3 separate regions of the Sus scrofa genome follow, and regions 2 and 3 are each linked to region 1. Evidence: chromatin contacts called from public HiChIP or PLAC-seq data. All regions are on one chromosome and are shown on one strand. The core of a region is the stretch at or near the end of the contact, and the rest is flanking DNA. Distances in the headings are between cores, read along the strand shown.

Region 1 (3,178 bases), core at 295-2,794:
CCTTAGCCTGGGAACTTCCATACGCCACATGTGTGGCCCCAAAAAGCAAATAAATAAATAAATAAATAGCTTTCCAAGTGAGTCTGATGCTTGGGGGTAGAGACTGTCACACAGGTACTGATATCAATCCCACATGATAGAGAGGTGTGCAGTCTATGCTTCTCAAACAGGGACAGGAGATAGTGTGCCAAGGACCATTCAAAGCCACACAAAAAACACTCTGTACCTTTCTGGAATCTCAATTTTCCTTGACAGATAAGTAGTTTAACATGTCATTTTTATTCTGGGTGGTGGTTCCGGAGGTATATACAATTGTCAAAACTCATTTAAGATGTGTACATTTATATTTATTTTACCTCAATTAAAATACAGATTCTGGAATACAACTGAAGATCTGCATTTATTATTTTTTTTAGACGAACTCTGAGACTTCAAAGAAATCTCCCTCTTAGATGGACTACACTAGCCCAGGCCCCCATATTCAAGGAAGCAACTATTTTATTCTCCTCTGCTTTGGGTGAAAGTCAGAGTTTCAAATTCCCAGAGAACCCTTTTCGGAAGGACCCACAGGGTTTAGAAATTCTTTCATTTCCAATGCTTTTCATCCATTTCACTACTCATGACCCACTGCCCTCTCTTCTTGTTTCTTCACTTTCCACATATTACTGGGTTCTTTGCATTTTAAAACACTTCGAATCCCCCCAAATTTAAAGTTCCACTCTTCATTAGGATTGGAGATTTTGGTTGCTACTGAGCAGATCTTGAGGATTTAGCTTCATAAATTGCACACTGTAAGCACATTTTTTACTCAAAAATGTGTTTTTTTTTTTAAAATGTGTTTTAAAAGATGCTCCACTGCAGAGCTCCTTGTGGTTACCCACGCTAATTAATCACAAATATCCCCATTTCCTGACTTTGTAAAGAGTGGAGGGTTAGCAGCAAGGGTTAGAGAATAAAATGGTCAAGAATAGGCTTAAGAGGCCCTTCTTATCTCCTGTGGCCAAAGGGCTGAACAATGAATAGAGCACAAGACTGTCCTGGGTCCAACGGCTTTTAGCAACTTGCCTCGTCCTGCGTGGAGATTTGGCGTCCTTATATATGACACGGGATAAGAAGTACACATTTGATTATGGATTTTTCTTTTTTTTTTAAGCACTCCAGGCAAATGTAAGTCCCCGAGTCCCAGGTATCGAATCCAAGCCGCAGACGCGACATACCGGATCCTTAACCCACGGTGCCAAATACGGATCTCCCGCTTGCGGGTTTAATGAAATACTACGTTCTCGGGTTGTAAACCCACGAGGTTATGAACTCATAAACCAAAAAGCATTTAGGTCAAAGCTCAGAACACAGGAGACGCGGAATAACGACTACGCAACCCGAAGAAGACTTTTGCCTAGCCCTCAGCACCTTCCCATTACACCCCAGCAGCCTGTGCGAACCTGTGCGCAGGCCCCAAGGCGAAGCCGCGAGTGCGCCTGCGCTCCGCCCTCTTCCACCCCGGATTTGCGCATGCGCCACTCACTCGCCCTCCAGGGTCCCGAAGTGGGTTGTAGAGTGTGGCAACGAGCGCCCGCTGATCGGCCTCTCACTCTCTAGGCTTAGGCCGCCGCCTCCAGCTAGTCCCGCCTTCTCCTGGCACTTTGCTCCCATCCCCCCACGAATGGACGGTCCAGGAAAAGGCCCCGTTGTGATTGGAGAGAGTGGGTTTACCTCTCACCTCCTCACGAGCTTGCCGGCTTCCGCCCCGCCTCCTCCCCTCCGCTCTCCGAAGGGCGGGTGGCCTCCTCCTCAGAGGGGCGGTTCCACGGTTGGTGTTTTCGAGCCTGCTTTGGCTTGGTAACTCCGCTTCAGCCTGTCGTCGACTGCGGTAGGGCCTCGAACTTTAAGGTGGAAGATGTCCGGAAATAACTTGGCAGAGGGCAGCAACCCAAGCGAGGCGCAGATGTCCGGTGCGGAAGTCATCGCCCAGTCCCTGAAAACACAGGTGTTAGGAACGCTCCTACGGAAGCCGGCGGGGCCGAGTCGTTGTCTTAGAAACGGGGGAAACGGTGGGGGCTGGCAGCAGAGAGGTTTGCGGGAGGTTTTCCTTTTACCGTCGCAGAAGGGAGCTGTGGGGCTGGGAGCCCTGGCCTTATTCCTCTGTTCTTGGCCCCCAGGACGTGAACTACATGTTTGGCATCGTAGGCATTCCAGTGACTGAAATTGCCCTTGCCACCCAGAAACTGGGCATCAGATACGTCGGGATGAGGAATGAGCAGGCTGTAAGTATGGACCTTGAGAGATGAATGCACGATTGAGGATGAGTAATGATAATAATGGCAAATACTCATTGCAGAGAGTCGGCGCTTATCACTACAGTAATATTTTACACGTATCCGTCACAACGATCCTAGGAGGCAAGGACCATTGTTAATCCTAGTTGCGGATGAGAAAAGTGAGACCCAGAGAGGTTAAGAAATTTGCCCAAGGAGACCTCTGGTATTGGCAGGACCACATTTGGACCTAGGTATTATGGATCTGGAGTCCACACTTTTTTTTTTTTTGTCTTTTTGCCATTTCTTGGGCCGCTCCTGCCGGCATATGAAGGTTCCCAGGCTAAGAGTCCAATCGAACCTGAGCTGTAGCCGCCGGCGTAGGCCAGAGCCACAGCAAGGCAGGATCAGAGCCGCATCTGCAACCTACATCACAGCTCACTGCAATGCCAGATCCTTAACCCACTGAGCAAGGCCAGGGATCAAACCCGCAACCTCATGGTTCCTAGTCGGAATCGTTAACCACTGGGCCAGGACGGGAACTCCCATGGAGTCCACACTCTTTTTAACACTATACGGTATTGTACTTTGCCAAGTCTAGAGTGTCACAATTGGAACGGACAGTTATCTGGTCTGAATCTTGGCCTCCTCCCTGTTCTTCAGTCTCATAACTACCTATTATGTGTCATTTCTGTGTATTATTTGTCTGATCTGGCTTCCCTATTAGGCTGTGAGCTCCAGGGGGTCGTGGATATTATTTCTTCCTGACACATCTGTGTCCGCAGTCTGTATGTGGTGCCTGCACATGATAGGTGCTCAGATAGTACCTGCAACATTAGTAGGTGAGGCCATGACCCATGTTATGTAGTAGGCAGCTCTGCAAGGTAACAACACAAATGGCAAAGCCATGCTTGGACTCCAGA
Region 2 (3,178 bases), core at 337-2,836, 220 kb before region 1:
GTTCTTACTGAAACTGTCACTTTAGGGTTAAACATTTGCTGTATTGTAACATACGAAAGCAGTTAAGCTGTTTGGAATTGTTTACTTGCTGAAACCAGTGTTAGTCAGCAGAGGCAGTACACCAGATTTCCTTGTGGCTTTTAGTGGAAAATGTTAAAAGCGCACTCATTTTTCAGTTATAGAATTTTTTAGTTTGATCTGGATTAGTCACAGAACTGGCATGAACCTTCTAATTGTGAAGGCTGTCCAAATGCACTATTTTTTTCTCCTGCTAGAGGAAGTTACATCCCGAGCAGTAGCTCAGCTCTCTGGTAAGTGTAACATGTGAGCATTACTAGGCATTTCATCCTGCAGTTCTGCAGTCTTTGCTCTTCAGACTGTTGCTCAGTTGGAATGCTTCTGTGGGGCCGATCCTGGGCTCCTCGATTTTTCAAGGATCTACTCATTTGGTGGTGTCTGTGGCGTTTTGCAAGATCATCTGAGGAACAGGAAAGCATCTAAAATTGACTGAAAAGGATAACTGTAGCGGTTTTCACGGTGGAAGGAAACTATATTGGCACAGAGGCAGATGACTGAATAAAGTAGTTGGCTCAAAGAAGATGCACAGTCTGCTGTTTTTTTCTCTGAATGAAGACTATTTAATGGAAGCTGTATTCATGTGGAGATCAAAGAAAACACTGGAGTGATAAACTACTGGGGTCCCCCCTCCCCTTTTCTTTAATGAAAAGCCTGAAGCAGTAATTTGAGCTCAAATGCCTTCTAATTCCTTCGCAGCCTGCCTGTTCCATTAGGATTCTCCGCTAACACGGTTTTTGCTGGGTGCCTGTGCCCTTTTACTGGAGCACCACAGACAACTGCCTGATGGAGGAGGAATGAACGCTGCGCCTCGCTTGTACTGTCCATGGGAATAAAGCTAACTGTGTTTCTTCTCTTACATGGGATATCTGGATTAATCAAGCCGTATTCCAGCACCAAGAGTCCTATTGTCTCTTGTGGTCTGACTCATCGCATGTAAATGTACTGCAGCTTTGCTATTAATGCAGACTGTTGTCTTTTTTCTTTCTCAAACACAGTAAGAATTGTCAACCTCTGAGCAACATTTTAAGAATTTGTGTTGAGCTCTTGGATGTATTTTTTTCTGGATAGTATCTGCATCAAACCATTGAAACTGAAGAAATGAAGATAAATTAGAAGTGGAAACAGAATAGTGAGATTTTATTTTTTATTTTCGATTATAAGCAAGGCAGCTACTGGTAACTATATGACCTTGCAGGCAAGAGTGATCATCTCTGCCACAGCAGTTGTTTCTCATCTTACTCTGCAGTGTGTGGCATTGTTATCCAATGATCAAGTCAATTTCTGTGAAACAGAAAATGACTATTTTGGTAGGGGGAAGTATTTTTAAATGAGCTTGTACTGCACTGCTTTAGTTGTTGACATGTTGATGTGAAATTTCTTTTAAGTATTATAGCAACCCAACAAAAAAAAAAAATAGAATTTTGTTGTTTTTAGGAAGTTACAAGTTATGTAGGTATAATTTTAAACTTCACTTTTTCCGATGGTACTTATTAACTTTAAAAAACCAGCTTCGCTGTTCAGAGAATGATTCAGAGTGTTGTACAGAAGAGGAGGAGGAAAAACTACTTGTGCTCTTCCAACTGTGACTTTTATCACATAGCTTAGAATTCAGTTTTTTAAAAGAGCGAATGAGTCGAGTGTGTATTGTTGTTTTGGAGGAGGTAGAAGATGAGCCTCCTGCATTCATTTCTAAATTGCCACAGGAAAATAAATCCCTACATTCTTCACCTTCAGGAAATGTATTGGTAAGATACGAGAGTTTATGTATTTACTGTATTCTACTGAACTAGTAGGGTAAATTTTACTTTTTAAGAATAAACATTTCCACTAGTTTCATAAAGAATCCAAATGAAAGCCATGTAAGTGTGTGAATATGATGCAATATTATGTGTGTATAAATGCACACATTTCTGATTTTCGCTTTTTGAGATGTTTAGATATCACTTCAGACTTTGTCTCTTAATCTCTTAAAAAGACTTTTAAAAATAATTTGAGAATAGTAGTTATAGCAACCATGTTTCTGTTTTCACTTTGTGGTTTTAAAAACTGATGTAACAAGAATGAGGAAATGTATGTTATAGGAAAGGTTGACTACTGCCAGCAATACTGAGGCACAGCCTTTTAGAAAGTAACGGATTTTATGTACTTATATGCACAGCTGTAATGTGAAAAGGAATCAGACTTCATCTTTAACCTTAATTTGAATACTGTTGTTTAATTGATATAATAACATACCTTATTAGAGAGGCTATGTCATTGATGAAGAAATTTTTGTATTTAGACAGGCACTTGTCTGCCCCTTCGTGTTATTCAGGTATACAGTAATTTTTGGTCTTTGAATAGTGTTGATTTTCATCAACTACCAGGTTTTGTTTCTTTGGATTTTTATCTTTATGCATGTAATGCTAACCATGCAAATTACTTTGGTGCCCTAAACAGAACTTTTCAAGGAGGCCTTCTTTCTTGGGCTTCCACATGGACTGATAACTGCATGTCTGACAAGTTGTGTCCCACAAGTAGATATTGAGATGTCTCACTTGTATTTGAAAGAGACATCCTTTTTGTCAGATACATAAGTAAAAGGCCTGCACTCGTAAAATAAAATCCGATTATACTTATTATACTACCTAATTTTGGTCATGCTGAATTGGTTTTTTTTTAATTAGGCCTTCTTTTATTTCCAAGGAAGAATCCTATACTTTCATGCAGTTTGACTTCATGAAACTAGATTCATGTCAAAAGCCAAGTGATCATTATTATGATACGGAAGAAAAAATTTAGTTTTTTCTTGTGGTGTGATTAATGTTTTTATTACTCTCTTGTATTTTAGCCATCACTGGTGCAAGCTATATTTAATGGAGATCCTGATGAAGTTCGAGCACTAATATTTAAGAAAGAAGATGTTAACTTTCAGGTAAAACAATTTCACTGATACCAGCCTTGAAATCTACTTTAAAAAAAGCTCTTTCCTAGAGTTATGATTTTTGTTAAAAGACATAACAATTCTATAATGGCTGTTTTAAACAAGGGTAGAAGTGACTTGAAGCAAAAAAGAAGGGACTGAACATAAATATTCAGGGTAATGGCTAAAACACAGGAA
Region 3 (3,178 bases), core at 185-2,684, 190 kb after region 1:
TTCCTTCACGCTACCAACAAATAACCTCCTCAGGAAATGACGCTCCCTCACATCCTCAATATCCTCCCTCAGAAAGGGCTGATCTGCTGTCAGTAGGAAGAAGAGGAATGACGGTGCAAGTGACCACATGAAGACAGAACATCATTATCTAACACACCCTCTTCCAAGGTGTTGAGTCACCTCTGAGAGTTCCTCTCAGAAAAACAAGTCTTAACCAGCATTAGGGCTACCAGGATGGGAAGCCAGGAGTTTGTGAATCAGAGAGATGCTCAGTCAGCCAAGTCTTTACTCAGGACACAGAGTAGAAGGGCCCTCCCTCAACAGAGTCTGTAATCAAGGAGAAAAAGGAGACCCAGCATAATGACTATTTTCACATTCCTTATGTCTGCTGCTTCTGCTTCCAAACATAGACCAAGCTGTAACTTATTCTTGGCTCACAAATTCCAATTTTATTCCTCACCCACAAGGGACATGGTCCCGAGGAAAAGTCGGGGTAGTCCAGGTAACCTCAAAGGCAGACGAAAAGCTGGCACGAAGAGATGGAGGAGGAAGACTGATGCGGCGCAGAGGGGAATGCGGTTTCTGATGTTTGCAGTGGGGATGAAGCGCGGCGTTAGGGCGGCCAGAACCAAAACATACGAGAAAAGTGAGGACAACAGAAGAAAATGGAATAGGAGAGAGTGGAGGCAGCTCCCAAGCAAACGGGAAAAATCTTTGAATCGTGGAGATCCCCTAGTGGGTCGTGGTGGAGTGGGGGGCCTAGGGAAACGAGCTGAACCCTGATGTGGACTCGGCAACCTTTAGGCAGCAAGAGGGGTAGGTTCGGCACGCGGGAGGGCTGGACCTGGCAGGAAAGGGGGCCAATGGTCTTTGGAAGACGTGTTTGGGACCACGAGGCAGAGGAACAGGAGGGAGGGACGAAAAGTCTTGTTTGGGAAGAGTGAACCGGGAAAAAGCAAAATGTCCCTGCGGATCCGGGGAGATAGGAAGGGAACTGATGCTGGCAGGCTCCCCGGGCTACGGGATCGAGGTCGGCCTGTGGCGGCTGCGGGATGCGGACTCACAGCGGATGGTGTGGAAGGAGGCCCGCGGCCGATTCTCGAAGCTCTCCCCAAGCCGCAGGCGGTGCTCCTCGCGGTCCAGCAGAGGGTTGGCCGTCCCGTTCATGGCCCCGCACGGGCCGCGCGCCCGCCCCGGCGCCCTCCTGGCGCGCCCGCGGCCGGAGCTGCCGGCGCCTGAGTTCGAGGGAGCAGCGCTCCCGGGACAGCACCCCGGGGCGAGCGGAGAACCGAGCCGGTGCCCACCTGCGGCTGGAAATAAGTCCTGGCGTGCGCGTCGGGGCGGGGGACAACTGTGAGGAAGCGGGGCCGCGGAACTTCCGGCGCCGGGGAGGGACTTCCGGTCTCGAAGCGGAAGTGGCGGGGGCGGTGCCATGGCAAAAAGACTCCGCTGGGAGAAGCCCAATGCGAGGTGCTGCAGACTGGTTTGTCCAGCCGCTGGGTTTTACCGCGGTGGCTCCCAAATTCTACTCACGCGGTTGGGCCTGGGTGAGGGCTTAGCGCGCCCGGCGCCACCCTCCAGGGGAACCTAGGAACTGAAGACTGGGCGCTGGCGCGCGGCGGTCTCGGTGAACAGGGCTCCTCACAAGCGCTCACAGGTGCTCGTGGCCGGGCGGCCAGGTTATCCCCGGTGTCCTGGAACCCCACACCACGCGTCCCTGGGTCTCTTCCTTCCCTTTGCGCGGACGACTGCGCGAGGGCCTCAGTTCCTGGAAAGCGACGCCCCTCTGCTTCGTGAAACTCTGCGACTGAGGCCTCCCAGGCTTAGCTCCGTGTTCCTTGGAAACGGTGACACTGCTTCTGTCTGTGAATTGACCACCCTTCTCCAGTACCGGCAGCTGTTAAGTCGCCCCTTTCACGGGCACCGAACATTGACGAGTATCTTCCCCCAAAGGTTTCTTAGTTCTTGGGAGTGACTCTGTTCTAAACTAAAGCGATTTATTATAATAGTTGACTTATTCAGGTTTGAATTAGAGTTCTATGCGTGAGAGCGCCCTGGCAGCTGAATGTCAGCCCTCTGTAGGCAAGGGCAGTGTCTGGGTCTTCTTTATGACCTCTTTTCTTATAGCGGGGCAGGGTTTTGTGTAGGGTCGGCCACTAGTAAACATTTGGTGAATTGAACTGTTTGGTGAAAAAACTGTGTTAGAACCACTAACTCAGCATCTTTAAAACTGTTCCAGAACCCCCAACCAGAATCTCATTCTTTTTTCCTGCAAAACACCCGACGTTGCCTGAGGCCTGAACCCAAAGAGAGGGGCCGCATCTGAGAAAACTCTGCCTGTGTAGTATCTGCTTGAATTTCTCGGGTTATTCGCGAAGGGAGAATATCCAGCAGTGTTAAATATATTACCATCAACTTAGGAGATGGCTTCTTTGCAAAGGAAAGGGCTGCAGGCAAGGGTTCTCAGCTCTGAAGAAGAGGAAAAACTGAAAAGAGACCAGGCTTTAGTGTCTGATTTTAAACAGCAAAAACTGGAAAAAGAGGCTCAGAAAAACTGGGACCTTTTTTACAAAAGAAATAGCACTAATTTCTTCAAAGATAGACACTGGACCACCAGAGAGTTTGAGGAGCTCAGATCTTGTAGAGAGGTAAACTAATATTACGCCTTATTTGAACTGTCTTTCATTAAGAATGTGTGGAAGAGGGGTGTTTTATTGCATTCTCACGGGCAGTGTGAGGTAGAGAATATATGAAGCCTGTCAAAACGCTTCATAAGTTTTTGTACCTTAGAAATACACTGTTGGAGTTCCCGTCGTGGCGCAGTGGTTAACGAATCCATGAGAAACCATGAGGTTGCGGGTTCGATACCTGCCCTTGCTCAGTGGGTTAACGATCCGGCGTTGCCGTGAGCTGTGGTGTAGGTCGCAGACGCGGCTCGGATCCCACATTGCTGTGGCTCTGGCGTAGGCCGGTGGCTACAGCTCCGATTCGACCCCTAGCCTGGGAACCTCCATATGCCTCAGGAGCAGCCCAAGAAATGGCAAAAAGACAAAAAAGAAAAAGAAATACACTTTTTATCTCAAGGAGTTTTAGCAGTTCCTGGGCTTTAGTGGGCATTTTCTGTTTCTTTAAAGTTAATCCCAAAGTGGTAAATATTAAATTCATACCAAATGGTTTC

The links. HiChIP or PLAC-seq counts read pairs in DNA pulled down with a chosen protein or histone mark.
Region 2: an H3K27ac HiChIP or PLAC-seq map of skeletal muscle shows a contact between it and region 1. The contact joins the promoter of ANKRD28 here to the promoter of HACL1 in region 1. A contact is called at or near these places in 2 of 2 datasets of contacts at active chromatin or transcription factors (alveolar macrophages and skeletal muscle).
Region 3: an H3K27ac HiChIP or PLAC-seq map of skeletal muscle shows a contact between it and region 1. The contact joins the promoter of METTL6 here to the promoter of HACL1 in region 1. A contact is called at or near these places in 4 of 47 Hi-C or Micro-C datasets (blood, fetal liver and liver) and 2 of 2 datasets of contacts at active chromatin or transcription factors (alveolar macrophages and skeletal muscle).

The regions. Positions count from the first base shown.
Region 1 is chr13:2,839,244-2,842,421 of Sscrofa11.1, reverse strand. HACL1 (2-hydroxyacyl-CoA lyase 1) reads left to right here and starts at 1,544. Exons shown (of 17, transcript NM_001206454.1): 1 at 1,544-1,987; 2 at 2,160-2,264. The coding sequence starts at 1,898. It overlaps BTD (biotinidase), which reads right to left and starts at 1,997. Exons shown (of 4, transcript XM_013981377.2): 1 at 1,714-1,997.
Region 2 is chr13:3,056,021-3,059,198 of Sscrofa11.1, reverse strand. It overlaps ANKRD28 (ankyrin repeat domain 28), which reads left to right and starts at 1,586. Exons shown (of 28, transcript NM_001206449.1): 1 at 1,586-1,832; 2 at 2,909-2,992. The coding sequence starts at 1,707.
Region 3 is chr13:2,653,085-2,656,262 of Sscrofa11.1, reverse strand. METTL6 (methyltransferase like 6) reads left to right here and starts at 1,434. Exons shown (of 5, transcript NM_001206446.1): 1 at 1,434-2,648. The coding sequence starts at 2,424. EAF1 (ELL associated factor 1) reads right to left here and starts at 1,434. Exons shown (of 6, transcript NM_001206456.1): 1 at 1,065-1,434. The coding sequence starts at 1,434.